Regions from separate parts of the Mus musculus genome. Here region 1 is linked to region 2. A link is a contact called in public Hi-C data. All regions are on one chromosome and are shown on one strand. Each heading gives the region's core, a stretch centred on a gene start, on an enhancer-like site or on the middle of the called end of the contact. The rest is flanking DNA. Distances are from core to core; before and after follow the strand shown. Region 1 overlaps Slc8a1 (solute carrier family 8 (sodium/calcium exchanger), member 1). Region 2 overlaps Slc8a1 (solute carrier family 8 (sodium/calcium exchanger), member 1).

Evidence for each region. Hi-C and Micro-C count contacts between places; a contact is called where the count stands out from the background.
Region 1: a Hi-C map of bone marrow-derived macrophages shows a contact between it and region 2, with 2.2 times the contacts expected there. The contact joins two enhancer-like sites. A contact is called at or near these places in 4 of 484 Hi-C or Micro-C datasets (bone marrow-derived macrophages, conventional dendritic cells and macrophages) and 1 of 115 datasets of contacts at active chromatin or transcription factors (microglia).

Annotation. Positions count from the first base shown.
Region 1 is chr17:81,711,213-81,713,912 of GRCm38.p6, reverse strand. All of the region lies in intron 1 of Slc8a1 (solute carrier family 8 (sodium/calcium exchanger), member 1), which reads left to right. Among named protein-coding and RNA genes, the nearest start is that of Slc8a1, 26 kb to the left of the region's middle. Within about 2 kb of position 1,327, at least 58 of the 459 cell types and tissues checked have an H3K27ac peak or open chromatin away from gene starts, as enhancers often do. A contact at or near this core is called in bone marrow-derived macrophages and microglia, where this site is marked.
Region 2 is chr17:81,479,049-81,481,748 of GRCm38.p6, reverse strand. All of the region lies in intron 2 of Slc8a1 (solute carrier family 8 (sodium/calcium exchanger), member 1), which reads left to right. Among named protein-coding and RNA genes, the nearest start is that of Gm33944, 200 kb to the right of the region's middle. Within about 2 kb of position 1,253, at least 94 of the 459 cell types and tissues checked have an H3K27ac peak or open chromatin away from gene starts, as enhancers often do. A contact at or near this core is called in bone marrow-derived macrophages and microglia, where this site is marked.

The DNA.
Region 1 (2,700 bases), core at 78-2,577, 230 kb before region 2:
ACTCTCCAAACAAAGTGTCCTCAGTCCAAAAGTAAACCCAACATATTATCTATTCTTGCAGGCCCACCATCTTCAATAGCTCTGTAGGCACCCACTGGAGACAGATGGATCAGTTGCAAATCATTTTATATCTTTCTTGATTCCCAGATTCCCAACCATTCAGTATGCCACAGTATTGGTACTCAGGTGTAAGAAATAGAAGCTGCTCTGGTATCTTCAGAGGCTGATGTTAGAAAAGGGAGGAAAAAACCTTTATGTTGGTGATAAGGCATAGACAGAATCCTGGGAAGAGAACAGTCCTGTGCTTCTGCAGTGCTCTTGGAGGACTCAGTTTCCCATTCTCTACCTACTCTATGTGGCGTGCTCACTTTAAAGCAGAGGCATTTACTGTTTTGATTTACAAGGCTCATGCCATCTCTTCAGGTACAGAACACCTGAGGTGGCTTATTTCCTGGTTGTATAGACAGGGAACATGGACAGAGAGGAAACACTGCAATCATGATTCTCTTATAGATTACCGACAATGTGTCAACTTGCACAGGCTTGATCAGTTCTCTGAGTCCAAATTTCCTGTCCATGGCAAACTGACTCCATTACCTTCCAGAGGCCCATGCAACACTTGCCTGAGATAATGCCTACTCTATAACCAGTGCTCTTTCTCTCAGTCCACAAACAGCAGTTAGTATCATAGCATATTAGTGTAACCACAATAATTACTTTGTGTGATTGGCTTCCAAACCCAATATATTATCCTTCCTGGCAGGCTCATCATCTTTAATAGCTATGTAGAAACCCACAAAAGGCAGACAGATCAGTCCCAAAGCATTTTATAACTTTCTTGACTCTTACTAAAATATCACCATGAGTAGATATCTGGTGACTTAAAACTCCTACAACGCAAGCATGATTTGAAGAAATCTGACAATAAAATTAATAATAATAATAATAATAATAATAATAATAATAATAATTAGTTTGGTGGTACAAGGAAAGACCTCGGGTGAACCTTCAACAAGAGATATTTTAGGGTAGGACATACCAAATTATGAATTAGATTATTAGCTCAAAGCAACTCAGCTTTTTTCTTCTTCTTTTCCTCTCTCACCTGTTTTTGTTATATTACTTTAGAACATAAATGCAGATACAGATACACACACACACACACACACACACACACACACACACACACACACACACAGAGGCTGTTTTTAAGCAAAAGTGCTTTGTCATATGTGACTTCCCTTTTGTCTGTTAAAAGGGAACAGGCTCATTCCACTTGTCGGAAAAACAACCACAAATAGTGATCTTGGGAACCAGCCTTGCAGTCTCCTTTCCAGAACATCTGTTTTCACACCAATGAAATCAGAGGCTGAGACTCAGTCCTGAGATAGTATTAAGGGACTTGAATGTCCAAAACTCCACCCCATGGCACTTCCTTAGGATTTTACCCTCCCTCCCACCTTCCCTCCCCAGCTCTTGCAGCATATTGGTGGGAGGTGGATTATGAACTAAAAAGGCTTCTCTTTCTTTCATTTTGCCCACTAAAGGTGTCCCCCTTGTGGTAGCCAGGAAGGCTGGACAGACACTCTATCATATTGCAGGTCACACACCAATAACAAAGACCTTCAGCTTCCTGGTTTTTCCACCCTTTAACTGCTGTTGTTTCTAAAAGAAGTACTTTTATGTGAATGCTCATTCCTTTCTAAAAGTTAATGCTAAACTTAGCAGGAGATATGCAGTCAGCTGCCCTTAAACCTTTTAACCTCACTTGTCATTATTTTCTAAACTCTCTTTCCCTGGGACTAGCTGAATCTTTTTTTTTCCATAAAGGCCTATAGGAGATTAAGATGGTGTTATCTCTCCATTAACAATTTACTTATTGGACCTTGAAAAGGTGCTTGGGCATGAGCTAAGCTCTGGACAGCAGTGGGAAAACTGGTCTAGATCAGCAGATACTCCAAAAGGCTTCTTTCCTTGGTCGCCTCTCCCTGGAGTCCTAATAGACATCGCAGTAGTGAGAGTTGGGGGGTTTATTTACTTTTAAAGAAGCACCTGCAGATAGCTGCTGGTTCCCCTCTTTTGAGTCAAAACTAACCTGTTTCCTTCTGCTGTGTCTAAATTCCCACTTTTCTTCTCCAAAGCTATGGGAAAGTTAAGCTTCACAAAGCAGTCTGAAGGAAGCATTTTTTAAAAGGCAGCTCAGCATGGAGACAGATTGTTATAGAACAAAGTGAACTAGACTCAACTTAAGTGGAGAGCTGGAGAGAGGGGTAGGTTTTCTTCTGCTGTTCTCTATAAACAGTACAATGTCAAGGATACCTTGGGACAAACATGTGTAACCATCTACAATGTTTTAGTTCTCAGATATGAAAGGGTAAGTTCCAAGTGATAAGAAATGAATCTCTAATAGGATGGTGTCCAGAAAAGCCTTAATAAATGTTTGTTTATGTCATAGGTCATGAAACACTTGATAGCCCACAATGTTTCCTATGCAAAATGCATCTTAATTATATTATAGAAAAAACAGTGTAGATATTTAATAATACTAGGTCAAGTTGTAACAACTTCTTAATAAGGATTCACGCAACTGCTATTGAATTGGGTATGTTATATAAAATATATGAGAAGATATTAACACAGGATCTCATTTATGAGTCTTTGGGACATATTTTCCTGGCTCTTATCTATTTTAGATATTTT
Region 2 (2,700 bases), core at 4-2,503:
CCCTTTTCTTCAAGGCTGAGTATATAAACTGCTTGGCCACTACTCTCCTTCTTAGGCCAGAGCTTCACACTGTGAGATGAGCTTAGAAAAAAAAATGGGCTCAGTTGCCTGAGATTAAAGTTAATAAATACAAAACAACAAAAAGCCCCAAGAAGATATATTCAAACAAGAAAAATAATTTTGCTGTGATAATTCAATAAAATCCCTTTATAACTTTTGGCATAAGATATATCAGGCTTTTTTTTTTTTTTTTTGTCCAACTTCTATTGCCACTACATGACATTTTTCAAGTGATCTCATATAATTAAGACATACGTCATGACCTCAGAAAGCTAATTAAGATGGTGATTTGATTTCTTTATGACAAGTTTCAAACTTTAAAATTTGAACACAGTGTCCATACATTAAATTACTTTAGCAGAACTTTACTCTGTTGAAGAGGCTAATCATGATAGGAAGAAGCTAAAAATATAACCTTGTAATGATTGTGGTTGAGGCCTTTTTGAATATGGGATTTTTTTTTTCTTACGTATCAGACAGTATCCTTGTAGGAAAAATTAGGATGTGTTCAGACATCAGTCAAATTTCTATTTCTTTGCAATTATTTTCCAACGTTGATTGCAAGAGAAAATGCGTAATACCCCTCATTGAACTCTTACGGGGTTTTGAGGGGCTACGGAAAACGTTCCCAATATTTTGAAATGTCTTCCAAGAACCCTGTGCTGAACCATACACATCGCCTTCTCTGTGCGCAGACGGGATGAACCAATGCCCCGCCTGCTCCGTGCTTCAGCTGGTTGTTGGGTTTCAGTTCCCTGGGAAAAAAAAGGGGGGGGAGCTTCTTCGCTTTGCTTTTTCCTTTCTCTTGTTATTTATTGTTCCTCCTTTTTGCATCCACACATCCCTGAAGGTCCTCCACAGCATAGCCCTTTGTCTCATTCCTGCCAAAAGGGGAGCACCCTTGGGCACCCCCAAGTTATAAGAGGCAAACATGCACCCTGCCCTCCTTAACTGCTCCAGGGAGATCTTCTGTGGCTATAGGGATTATATGATGGGGGTGGGGGAAGGGCCAGTCAAGCGTTGCAAATGGAAATGAGATTCGATGTATGAGGTTTCATAGGGAAAGCCCTATTTCCTGTGATACCGTAGCACGTGGTGCTCTCTCTGTTAAGACTTCAGCGTAAGTTGAAAGAAGCACTCATGGTGACTCCTTGCCACAGGAGCTGGGCACACAGCCAGGGCTCTCTGCTCAGCGGCCTTAGGGTGAGCTAAGAGTCCCAGAACACGCCAGTCAGCATTTTTCATCCAAGGACAGGGGTGTCCTATTGAAATTAAAAGTACACGAGCTAGGGCCTACCAACCTCTGTGCGAGGAAGTTAATTAGTTTTCCCTCCCCGAAGCATGTTTTCATTCTTTACATGGCGTGCAGTTCCTTAGATAAATGCAATCATCCACAATCGGGAAAGCACATAGGTGAAGGTCTGCGAGGGCGGGCTTCCTCTTGGCTCTAAATACATAAAATCCGACAGATAATAATGTACAATGGTAATTTTAACCTACCTGGTCATGCCAAATTTGTCATTCAGAAATGCTCTCTTTTTTTTTTTTTATTTTTTTAAGCTGCTTACAGCTTATTTGAAAACGCTGTTTTGATTACCTAATTTATTGCCATTCCCTCGTTCACAATGTGGTAATTACACACAATTTGTAATGAGCTTATCTCAGCAAAGCACAGCCAGTGACAGGAGATGCGTTGTTTTCATGTAAGCCAACCGACTCTGGTCTTCTAATCAGCAGCAGAGGGAAGCAATATTGATAATTGAAACTTAGATCCAAAGTGGCTCTTAATTGAAACCTGCATTAATGACATGCTGGCATTAAAAAGATCTGCAGGTTAGCTGCAGCTTCCCCTGGCATTCTGAAGATTTTTTTTTTTTTGTCTCTTCAGTACCTTACTGAGATTGACTAATTAATTAATTAATTAATTAAGATTGGTCTTGGAGGCCTGGATGCAAAGACACACCTTCCCACAATGTGTTTTCCAAACTGTACAATATTAATTATAATTTTATTTCAGAACACAGAAATGTTGGCCTTGAACACAATCCAAGTTTATCACGTGGTAACTTAATGCTATTTTTCACCTTTTAACCCTAGTTCTTTGGCCATATAGAAAAATCTAGATAAGCTTATCAATTATATTATATAAGTAGCTGAAATTAGAATTATGTATCAAGATTTTGGTTATAGTATTCAAGGTAATGTTTTCAGGAGCCATAATGAGTGAAGTGAGTTAATCTTCTATTTAGTTTAATGTATGCCTAGGGTAGAGGTTTGGGGTTCTGGTTTACTGTAAAGTAGAAATTCTCTGTGCTCAAGAACACCAAGAACAGCACTAGAAAATTTTCCAAAGATGACCTCTCGCTGCTACCCAGATGTGAATAACAAAAAGAAGAGAACCATCTAAGAAACTAGAGGTATGGAAAGAAGATTCATTAACATAACAGCTCACTAAAAGTTCAGATCAAGAAATAAAGTGTCGGAAAGGCTTACATATCAACACACTGTCAGACCTTCATTCAGGAAACGCTCAAACGTCAAAACCAAAGAGTTTGATAGGACCCTGAAGGACCAGAGAGACTTTACATTGGTTTTGGAGGCGAGGACCATGGAGTGTGGTTGGAATATGCTTATCTGTCT